3 separate regions of the Mus musculus genome follow, and all the other regions are linked to region 1. A link is a contact called in public Hi-C data. All regions are on one chromosome and are shown on one strand. The core of a region is the stretch at or near the end of the contact, and the rest is flanking DNA. Distances in the headings are between cores, read along the strand shown. Region 1 overlaps Zswim6 (zinc finger SWIM-type containing 6). Region 2 overlaps Gm32186 (a long non-coding RNA gene). Region 3 has its middle 12 kb from the start of Gm52061.

Evidence for each region. A called contact is a pair of places that touch in the nucleus more often than the background predicts.
Region 2: a contact with region 1 is called in a Hi-C map of cerebral cortex, with 1.9 times the contacts expected there. The contact joins two enhancer-like sites. A contact is called at or near these places in 1 of 39 promoter capture datasets (cranial neural crest), 2 of 484 Hi-C or Micro-C datasets (cerebral cortex and forebrain), 1 of 115 datasets of contacts at active chromatin or transcription factors (stem cell-derived neural progenitor cells) and 1 of 9 other capture datasets (embryonic stem cells).
Region 3: a contact with region 1 is called in a Hi-C map of cerebral cortex, with 2.9 times the contacts expected there. The contact joins two enhancer-like sites. A contact is called at or near these places in 3 of 484 Hi-C or Micro-C datasets (cerebral cortex and nephron progenitors), 1 of 115 datasets of contacts at active chromatin or transcription factors (pancreatic cancer cells) and 1 of 9 other capture datasets (embryonic stem cells).

Annotation. Positions count from the first base shown.
Region 1 is chr13:107,829,858-107,833,172 of GRCm38.p6, forward strand. The region is part of intron 5 of Zswim6 (zinc finger SWIM-type containing 6); the gene reads right to left. Among named protein-coding and RNA genes, the nearest start is that of Zswim6, 59 kb to the right of the region's middle. Within about 2 kb of position 1,499, at least 111 of the 459 cell types and tissues checked have an H3K27ac peak or open chromatin away from gene starts, as enhancers often do. A contact at or near this core is called in cerebral cortex and forebrain, where this site is marked.
Region 2 is chr13:107,641,074-107,644,388 of GRCm38.p6, forward strand. It overlaps Gm32186 (a long non-coding RNA gene), which reads right to left. Exons shown (of 8, transcript XR_873933.2): 4 at 1,373-3,315; 5 at 278-336. Among named protein-coding and RNA genes, the nearest start is that of Gm32186, 21 kb to the right of the region's middle. Within about 2 kb of position 1,463, at least 63 of the 459 cell types and tissues checked have an H3K27ac peak or open chromatin away from gene starts, as enhancers often do. A contact at or near this core is called in cerebral cortex and forebrain, where this site is marked.
Region 3 is chr13:107,699,249-107,702,563 of GRCm38.p6, forward strand. No RefSeq gene overlaps it. Among named protein-coding and RNA genes, the nearest start is that of Gm52061, 12 kb to the left of the region's middle. Within about 2 kb of position 1,558, at least 156 of the 459 cell types and tissues checked have an H3K27ac peak or open chromatin away from gene starts, as enhancers often do. A contact at or near this core is called in cerebral cortex, where this site is marked.

The DNA of each region.
Region 1 (3,315 bases), core at 249-2,748:
TTTGAGAAGAAAACACTCCAATTATTACAATACTGCTATAAAAACTCAGAACACCCTTAAATTCTGTCAGTTTAGCACTGCCCTCAGAAGCCCTTGGGTAATTTGTGACTGACCATTTTGCCTCTGCCAAACTTGCAAAGTCCAAGTTTGTGTGGTGTATTTTTTCTTAGTCTATAAGCCTCTTCACATAATTAAACCCTCGTGACTCACAGGATGGGTGACCACGACGCCTAATGGAATGATCAAGATCACGCAGAAGAAGTTGGATTTTTTTTTTTAAAGAATTACTTATTTACTTATTATGTGAGTACACTGTAGCTGTCTTCAAACACACCAGAAGAGGGCATCAGATCCCATTACTGATGGTTGTGAGCCACCATGTGGTTGCTGGGAGCTGAACTCAGGACCTCTGGAAGAGCAGTCAGTGCTCTTAACTGCTGAGCCATCTCTCTCTAGCTCCAGAAGATGTTTCTTAACAGTCAATTAAAATGAACAGCAGAGGTAACTTCAGCAGCCAATCAAAGCAGCCTTTCTTTGTTAACCTAGTCAAGTCACTGAAGTTTTCCAGGAAGTTCAGTGACCCCTTTTCAGAGCCTTCATCCAGGACTGTCCCAGGTCCACTACCCACACCTCAAGTTGCCTAAACACCCTACACACAAAAATAGCTAATAAATTTGTGATTCTCACTCACATTAACCAAGAGCTAGAAGACGAACAAAACTCTCAGCTATGACTAAGCAAAATGATTTAATTAAGTCAAGAAAAACAAATGTGAACGGTGAAGTTAACTGTTAACAGGCACAGAAAAGGGACAGATTTAAGAGAAAAACAGCTCTAAGCCTAGTAAAGATGCCATCATGGTTAAAGCCAACATTTTTCTTCAAAGGCTAATGTGTCAGCCTCAATAACCCAGAGCTATCGTGTCCAGGATGGTTTTCATGCAGATATTTTCGAATTTGACTCTTTTTCACTTATATTTCCCTATTTTTTGATCTCTGCTTTACACTGCATGAGAGCTTCTTAGATTTCTTTCCTGTGCCAAGTCAAAAATAAAAATGGATTTTAGTAACAAAAGTCAAAGGTCTCAGTATCCAGCAAAAACCACCTTTCTGTTCCTTCATCCGAAAAATCTGCAAGACTTTACAGTCTCTTCCTTTCTCAAAAGAGGGGAAATAGAGTTTGAAATATCCAAGTTAATATGTAAGTTATATTTGGTTTTGTTTAAAATTAAACAGAAGCCGTACCGAACTTACAAAAAAGAAAGTTGTTGTCTTTTACTACAAAGTATCATTATCGACAATCTTAGTATTAAAAACTCCTAACCTGCTCCCTCACCCCAAGGTTTCTGTAACCCTCTCCGGCACCCAAAGCGATCCGACCCTCTCGTTGTCAATCACTTACGGATCCCGCCCTGCCCCGCCCCTCCCCGCCCACTCCAGCAAGCAGAGTCTGAGCACCGCTCTGGCCTGGGGCTGAACCGGTGGCGCTGACGTCAGCTGGCGACCGCGGCCGCATTCCTAAACAGTTCAGACAAACCCAGTGGTGGGAAGCTTCGAAAGCCCTCAGCTGTAGTGAGGGAAGCAAGGGCTTGGCTGGCAGCCAGACTCCTGAGCTCAGCATTTTGTAATGCACTTCCTTTTTACTTAACAGCTTGCATAATGCCCTTAACCCTTTCTTACCTGCATCTCACCTTTAACCCCTTCTTTTCTGGGTCCAAAACATTCCTTGCAACTCAGTCTTCCCATGAGTCTGTAATATGTTCTCACCAAATCACAACTGATTGACTTTTAATACTGCTGAAGACGGAATTTAATTAAACACACATGCTCCCCACTACCTAACTAAAGTACCCAAATTTTGCTTCTGAAAATAACGTTAATTTTTAAGCATAAAAACATTTTATTAATTCTTAAGCCTTTTTTTTCCTAATGATAATAATACTGAAGAATAAACTAGGACCCTGAGCAGGCTATGCATGGGAACGCTATCGCTGAGCTACACTGCAGCACTAAATATTCTAATATTCTCAAGACCCTTCATAATTTATGCTTTCAGAAACTTTTTTGTGTATATATAGAGTAGCTTCAAATAGGTCACACTGCAGAGCAAAGGGCATACAGTGGCAGAATAGCTACCCAGCCCTATCTCTGGCAGCATGGTGCTCAGTAGGGACTAACTCCACAGCTAGACAGCAAGTTTAAGGTCAGCCTGGACTACATTAAACCATCTTTAATTACAACACCTCCATGGAGCATCACTGGATCCCAGGCAACACCTGCACTGGACATTGAGTGTGTGCACACCTCCTTCACAGAGGCTGTCTAGCACCCTCTCGCTGCTGCTACCTGAAGCTGCACATCTTCTCGAGCATCTCTCGAGCTCTGCATTTTGTACTGTGTGTTCCCTTTGTGACACACGACTGCAGAGTCTTTGCTCAGCCGCTGTTACCAAAATTCTTTTTGGAGAACAGATTTCAGTACTTTAATGCACACTGTTCATCCTTGGGATGCAGCAGGGCATGTTTACCCTTTAAGAGCAGATTGCTTCTTTGTAGACGATCCCACCATACCCTTTGTTCAATTTTCTATTGGTCTTTCAGTCTTCCTAATGTGTAGTTGCTTTACTTAAAATTCATTTTTATTTTGTTTTTGTTTTTCAACAGGCTGAAGAGGTGGCTCAGCAGCTAAGCGCACCTGAGCTCTTGGAAGGGGATCGAGGTTTTGTTCTCGGTACCCACAATACAGGCTCACAACTGCCTAAAACTCCAACCGCAGGGGATCTGACACCCTCTTCTGACCTTCCAGGCACCTAGACATACATATACTTAGGCACACACAAATATACATAAAAGACCTGAATAAATCTTCAAAAAATTTTACATATACATGAGTGTGTGTGCACAGCATACATGTACAGGTCAGAAGACATCCTCAGAGAATTGGTTTTCCCCATGTGTGTCCACCATATGCATCCTAGGGATCCAACTCAAGCCATTAGACTTGGTGGCAGTTGTCTTCTCCTGCTGAGCCATCGTGTCATACTGGGGTGGTCTGAGTGAAAGTGGCCCATAAACTCATAAGAAGTGACATTACTGAACATGTGGCCTTGTTATAGTCTTGTGGTTGTTGGAGGAAGTGTGTCACAGGGGTGGACTTCCCACTGTGACAATGATGGACTAAATCTCTGAACTGTAAGCCAGCCCCTATTAAATGTTTTCTTTTGTAAGAGTTCTTGTGGTAATGGTGTTGCTTCAAAGCAATAAAACCCTTAACTAAGACACATACTATGCCTTTCAATATATTCTTTAGGGATTTT
Region 2 (3,315 bases), core at 213-2,712, 190 kb before region 1:
TAACTTCAGAAAGGAAGGACTTATTTTGGCTCACAGCTTCAGGGTACGCACCCTTCCTTCATGGCTGCAAAGTGAAGGGGAAGGGAAGGAGCTTAAAACAGCTGCCCACACGTGTCTGCAGTCGCAAAGCTAAGAGGGAAGAAGATAGAGGCTCAGCTTGTTTTTTTCTTCTGTTTAATGGACTCCAGCCCAGGAAATGTTGCCACCCACTTGTGGTATGGCTTCTATCTCAATTAACCCAATCTAACATCTCCCTCCTAGACCTCCCCAAACTTACCTCTCATCGATGGTTTCAGAGCCTGTCAAGTTGATGACCAATATTAGCAGAAGCAGTTCCTGTAAGATTACAGAGTGCACTGGCCTTAGATCTTTGCTGTTTATGTTCACATTCTTCCTTAGGTGGAAGGCCTCTAACGTCCCTTGCTTTTCACTCTCCCAGGGTCTGTGCTGTTACTCTTGACATATAGTCCCCATCCCCATGTCCCCATGGGGGACAGAGCAAACAACCCTAACAACGGAGACATAAGCCCAAGCACATGACTCCTCTAGTCCAAGAAGATGTAAGGTCTCCTCCAGGGTGATGAGGGGACTTTGCCAGAATGTTAAGGGCTCTCATCAGTGTGCTGGGCCTCCAGGCTGGGGACAACTATCATAGATTCCCTCTCTGCTTAATTTCAGCTCTAGGACAACTGTCTGGTTAAGTAATGCTCTAATCTGTACAAAACAAAAACAAACAAGCACTATGGTCATTGAGCTATCCCGTCCCTCAGGTCACAGGAACATAACATCCTATAGGAGATTGACTGGAGTGTCAAAGTCCAGGCCCAGAGTCTGGAACATTTTAACAAACTTTTCAGAAAATTCTTTAAAATTTGAGAAATGTTTGGCTAGGATAAAACTTTTTAGCAATAGCATTCTATGCCCTAATTTAATCGATCTTTCTGGAAGTGAAACCTGGCATCTTTGCGCTTAAGAGCTTCACAGCTTGTTCCAGGGTGCAGCCAAACTAGAGAGCCACTCCTTGGCGGAAGCAGAACTCTGAATCAAAGGGCAAAGCCCAAGGTACTGTGCATGCAGCTGAGTTCCAGTCCTCCAAACAGTCATCAGGCATTTGCCTAGTAACAAGGGATTCCTAAAATATTTGCCCTTTTCTAAGCAGAGGCAACATCAGCCTTTTGAATGGCTACTCATTGTCTGTGCCTCATAAAAATATGTTGGGCCTCCACCGCCCAGGGCTCAAGAGCAGCGTGCCCGTTCCTTTGTGAACCCGGGCCTGCCTGACATGGGAAATGGCCCCTTTTGAGGCCGCTTCTCCTTTTGCTTTTGCCACCCCGGGTATTTGTGATTCTGGACAAGGCATACGCCTCCTTACCACGTCACTTTCCTCATTTGCAGACACAGTGTCCATTGATTTCTTTGGTTAAGCTGACTGGTGTCCCTGGCTCACGGCCAGTGACTATTTCTCTGCAGCCATCCTCAGCTTGGGGGTGAGCCAGGAAGGGGGAGAGAGGGCTGCTCGCTCTGAGCACAGACTCCAAGTGCTCTCTGTCCCGTGAGCTCTCCAAGTGTCAGGTTGTTCTTCTGATTCCCTTCAACATGGGCAGGTCAGGCAGAAGGCCTTGGAAGTAAGTCTGTGAACAGAACCAGCACTAGGCTCCCCTGAAATGTGGGCGTTCAGTGCAGTCCAGGCTCCAGCAGAGCCAGGCTTTAGGGGTACAAGCCAGCTTTCAGGGAACCCTCCGAATGACTTGGATGAGCTCTCTGCAACTATACAGCAATGTACCCACGGTGTAAGTATAGTTGTATCTATAGATGGTGACGATGTATTTCTTTTTAACATTACCATGTCACACAATTGCTACAGTCCTTCTTCCTAACCTATTCCTACTCATTGTTAGTCCCGTTGAGCCATGCACACGTGTTTCATGTGCATGTTACAATTTGATCTTCACCACCATTTGGGGAGATAGTTCCTAATATTATGTTCATTGCACAAATGCAAAACCAGGGTTTAAATAATATGGAAAGTGACAAAGTCTAGATACTGTTGTGTGTACCTCCAGACATGGGGTCAAGCCCTCATCTCTACTCTCAGCGTTTCTTGGAGACAGGGTCTTCCCTCCTGGCTATACTTGTTTGGGAACCAGTTATAGTATATGGCATGATCAAAGTTATTCAGAAACTGGGGAGCAGGGGGAGGGAATAGGGGATTTTCGGAGGGGAAACTAGGAAAGGGGATAACATTTGAAATGCAAATAAAGAAAATATCTAATAAAAAATTATTCAGAAACAGTAACAAAGATTGGAAAATAAAATTAGATTCCATTTTTTAAAAAACCCACAAATTTAATATGAAATATTTTTAAATAAAATAGAATCACTAGGAGAAAATACAAGTAGATAGTTGGGAAATTCCAAAGTGGAAAAGGCCTTTACAAAATAACATCAAAAGCAGAAACCATAAACTAAAGTATTAAGAATCTGGGCTCTGCCAATTTAAACATAAATGTAATCAGCAGACTGAGATATGTCACAGTGGTAGAGCAGTTGCCTAGCTTGTGTCAGGTCCTGGGTTCAGTCCCCGGTATGGGGTTGGTGGTGAATTGGCAACTTGCATTAAATTGCAGAATATAGGGAAAATAGATTGAATGTAAAAAATGTTCTTACAAACTAGTAAGAAAAAGATGAATATTCCAATTAAAAATAAAGTAGGCAAAAGAATAAAGACTATATATACATACTATGTATGTAAATTGTATTGTATGTAGTTGATGAGGACACTTCTGCATTCTCAGCAGGTGGGCGTGTACATTGACATAACCTCTCTAAAGGTTGATTTGATAAAATGTTGCAAAACTTTTTTTAAAAATGCAGAACAGTTGACCCAGGCATGTTGAGGAATACATCTTAAGAAAATAATTAAGGACCTGCATGGTGACACAGCAGGGGGGATGACCCTGAAATGTTGTGGACAGAGGCTTTAGAAATTAAAAAGTGTCACAGTCCTAAAAGACCCAAGAAAGGGATGGCTAAAAATAGCACACTAGAACCTGGCATCAGAAGTGCGGCTTAATCATCAAGGAGGCCCTACACCCATTGACCAGTAATCACTGAAAGGATGCTTGAGTAGAAAGATATCCACAACACATTGTTTGGAAGAAGAAAAACCAGTTATTCTACAAAATAGCCATGCTTGTACCACCGTGTACACGGAAGACTTATCTCTAGGTAATGAGTGTGCTTACTTTTCAGTATTTGCGCTTTTTCATTACTTCTATGATAAAGATGTACTTTTTTTAAAAATAAGAAACAAAA
Region 3 (3,315 bases), core at 308-2,807, 130 kb before region 1:
TATTTGAAATGATGTGTGCAGGATTGTAGTTCTGTAGAGCTCAGTGGATTTGTTGTGGATGGGCCCTGCCTGGTTTATTCTGGCACAGGATCTTCCACACTGAGCATGCGAGACAAAAACGGTGAACCGTCCACTCATATCCACTTTGCATCTTTCAAACCAAGGACAGGGCTTCCTGGCAAAGGCTACATGTCCTAGCCTTTCCGATGCTAGCTAGCTCTGTTTTTTAAGCCTGAGTTCTGGGCCAACAGGAGGTGGACCAGATGGCACATGTAGCTCTGAGTCTCATTCTCTCCTTCTTCACCCTCCTTTTCCCCACCTGGAATGCAGATGTGCTAGCCAGTCAGGTTGGTCTATGTAGAGCATGGAGGTTGGAGGAGAAAGGGCACTCGTCTCAGACTGCATGTGGGGGGGTGGGGGACGGTGGTTTCCTCACCAGCAGCACTGTCAGCCTCCACCAAGAAATGCCTTCTGCTGGGGCTACCTCACATCTGCCTCACAACAACTGAGTTCAAGTTTAAACTAGTACAAGGCGCTTTGTATGTGCTTCCTGAACCACACTCGTGGATAATAGATTTTGCTTCTACCCAGGAAATAAGACAGAAAGGCTTTTCCATTTGAAAATTTAGACTTAAGTTTTAGGCAGCCTCACCTTGGAAATCATTTCTCCATGCCCTGGTCAAACACAAGGTCCCCTGGGAAACCGAACTGACCCTGCACTGGATCGATTTAAAAGTGTTTCTCCAAGATCAAATGTAGGTCGGGTGTGCCTTGACTAGCAGAGTGTGACTCCCTTTTGCCTGGGAAGCCTCACTGCATTGAAAATCAAGGCCCAGGCAAGTATTCTTCAAAGACTCCTGTGACCCCAATGCCCTCTCACTTTCTTCTGTGTTTAGTCTTCTGATTTGCTAAAGTCTGGGTCCCCCCAAGGAATCTGTACATCTCACTGCGGAAAGAGTCCAGTTCTTGTTTGTGGCTTTCTCCACACGTCCTCTCCTGCTCCTTGGAGTCCAAGGTGCTCACCAGTGAGATGCCCCAACCCCACCCCAGGCTGCTCTAGACACGAGGGGCTGAGAGAGGGAATGTGCCCTGTAGCTCAGCAGAAGGTACAGAGATCTGCCTGAGCAGCCACATCCCCAACCACTGGGCTTGCATCATGCCACTTACAGGAACTGGGCGCCACATGTCCGGTGAAATAGAAGATACAGGAAATGAGCTAGATTCCTAGGTTTGAGGGAGGGCAGGCTCCTCCTTAGCCAGAGGAGTCAGGACAACAGCAGCCACACATGGCACGCTGAGCCCTTGGCAAACGGCACAAAGGAAGGCTGTGTCTATCCATTCTGGGGACAATTTGGGGGTGGGAAGCTGGAAAGCTAACCTTGTTTCTTTTTCCCTTAGCACAAAGCATTGAAAAGTCAAAGTGACGTGTGTGTGTGTGTGTGTGTGTGTGTGTGTGTGTGTGTGTGCTTGCTGTAGCACATGTTTTATGCATGACTGTGCATCAAGCAGTCTGGGAGTTCTACAGACTGTGTTAGGAGGCACAAAGACAAAATGGGCTCACGTAGCAGACAAAACCAGTCCTGGAAAAAAAAAAAAACAGCCCCAAGTGCTGGGGGTTTGGGAGGTGTTCTGACTCAGCAGCTCAAACCATACACCCCGGTTCCTCCCTTGCAGAGCCTCACAGTGGCATTTAAAGCCAGGGTCCAGACTCTATGAGGGGGCTGAGCTGCCAGACCGGGGTGGCTCATGCCACCTCCATCCTCTCCTTCCTCAGATCTCAACCTGGGACCAGACCCTCTACCCTGAAAAAAAATAAGAAGTTAACCTAAACACTTGAGCGTCTCTTCCTCTCCTAATGGCTTGCTAATCATCTCTTGGTCCACCTGTGTATGCACACAGGGTCTTTCTTAGATCCCACAGTGGGACTGGAAGCTTCTGGGGACAAGGGCTCAAACATCTCTCCCTTCAGTGCCCATGGCCTCTTGCACGATGCCTCACACAGACAGGTTTTAATGAGTATTTGACTAGCGGGTCTGGTTTAGTATGGAAGGATTCCTTTTCTTTCTGCACTTTACAAAACTAGGTGTTGATAAGGTCCAGTCACCCCCAACCCTGCGGCCAGTTCTGGAGGTTTTTGCTGCCGCTACACTGTGTGCTTTCAGCTGTGAGCACAGAGCAAAATAAAGGCATGCCAGAGTCACCTACCACCTTCTCGTCCCTCTCTCCAGGTCCTCCTGTTTCTGGGGAAAACCATCAAAGGCACTGAGGCTGGTAACAATTACCAAGGAATGAAATATCAATCCCTCTTTTGCCGCTGCTAGGTAATGACATTAGAAGTTCCCTGTGATTGTCCTGGGATGTATGGGAGTTAGCATGAGGTAGAAGTGAGGGCTCTATGGAACTTCCGTGTAGGACTTCCTCCAAGGGGAAAGCAGATACCCACACAAAATGGCTTCCTGACTGAACAGGAGGACTTGGGACCTTAATCTGGTGGCATTGGACTAGCACTGACCTGAGTTTCTAGTAGAGAATCCATTTCCTGTGTGTCTCCAGAAACCACCTCAGTGTATTTCCGGGAAGTATTTCTGTCAGCTTCTTCCACACCTCAGGTTTATGACCAGGACAGCAGGGGACCTGGGTTGTGGCACTGGTAGAAGACAGTGTCTGGTCCTTTTGGTCCTTCATTGCTCTCTGTTCCAGTGCCCCAGACTCCGGTAGATCCACCCTCCTGGCAGGCATCCTCTTGGCCCCAGTCTTGACACGTGTGCTCTGTATCTGGGTGTGTTTCTCCAGAGTGCTTGTGGCACTGCTTCCCCTCATTCAGGGGTGACTGCAATGTCACTCTCTTCCAGAACTCTCTCCTAAAATGACCCCCCCACCATGCCCACATATTAGTCCCATTTTAGTTTCCTTATTCTCTGTCACATTTTATTTTCCCCAATGACACTTGTCACAGTCTGATTATTGTCTGTTACTCACACATTTACTTTGCTGACCCTGGTCTCTGGTATGTAGTTCTCCAAGAACTATCCTTTTTTATGGTACTGTCAGCACTTAAACAGGCCAGGTAAATAAATAGATGCTCAAACAAACAAAAAAAAACCCAATAATTTAAATATTGCCACTACTGTCATTTCCACTACAGGATCATTCGCAAGGACAGTGATCCACCTGGGAGCTGGCTCTGCAAGGAATAGTTCATAAGATCCAAAGGCCGAGCTGCACAGTACACTGTGTTACTTCGCCTGGACCACCTGGCTTCCCATAGTTCTAGAGGCTAGAGGTCTTGGGTCACAGTATGGACAGGCCTTCTGG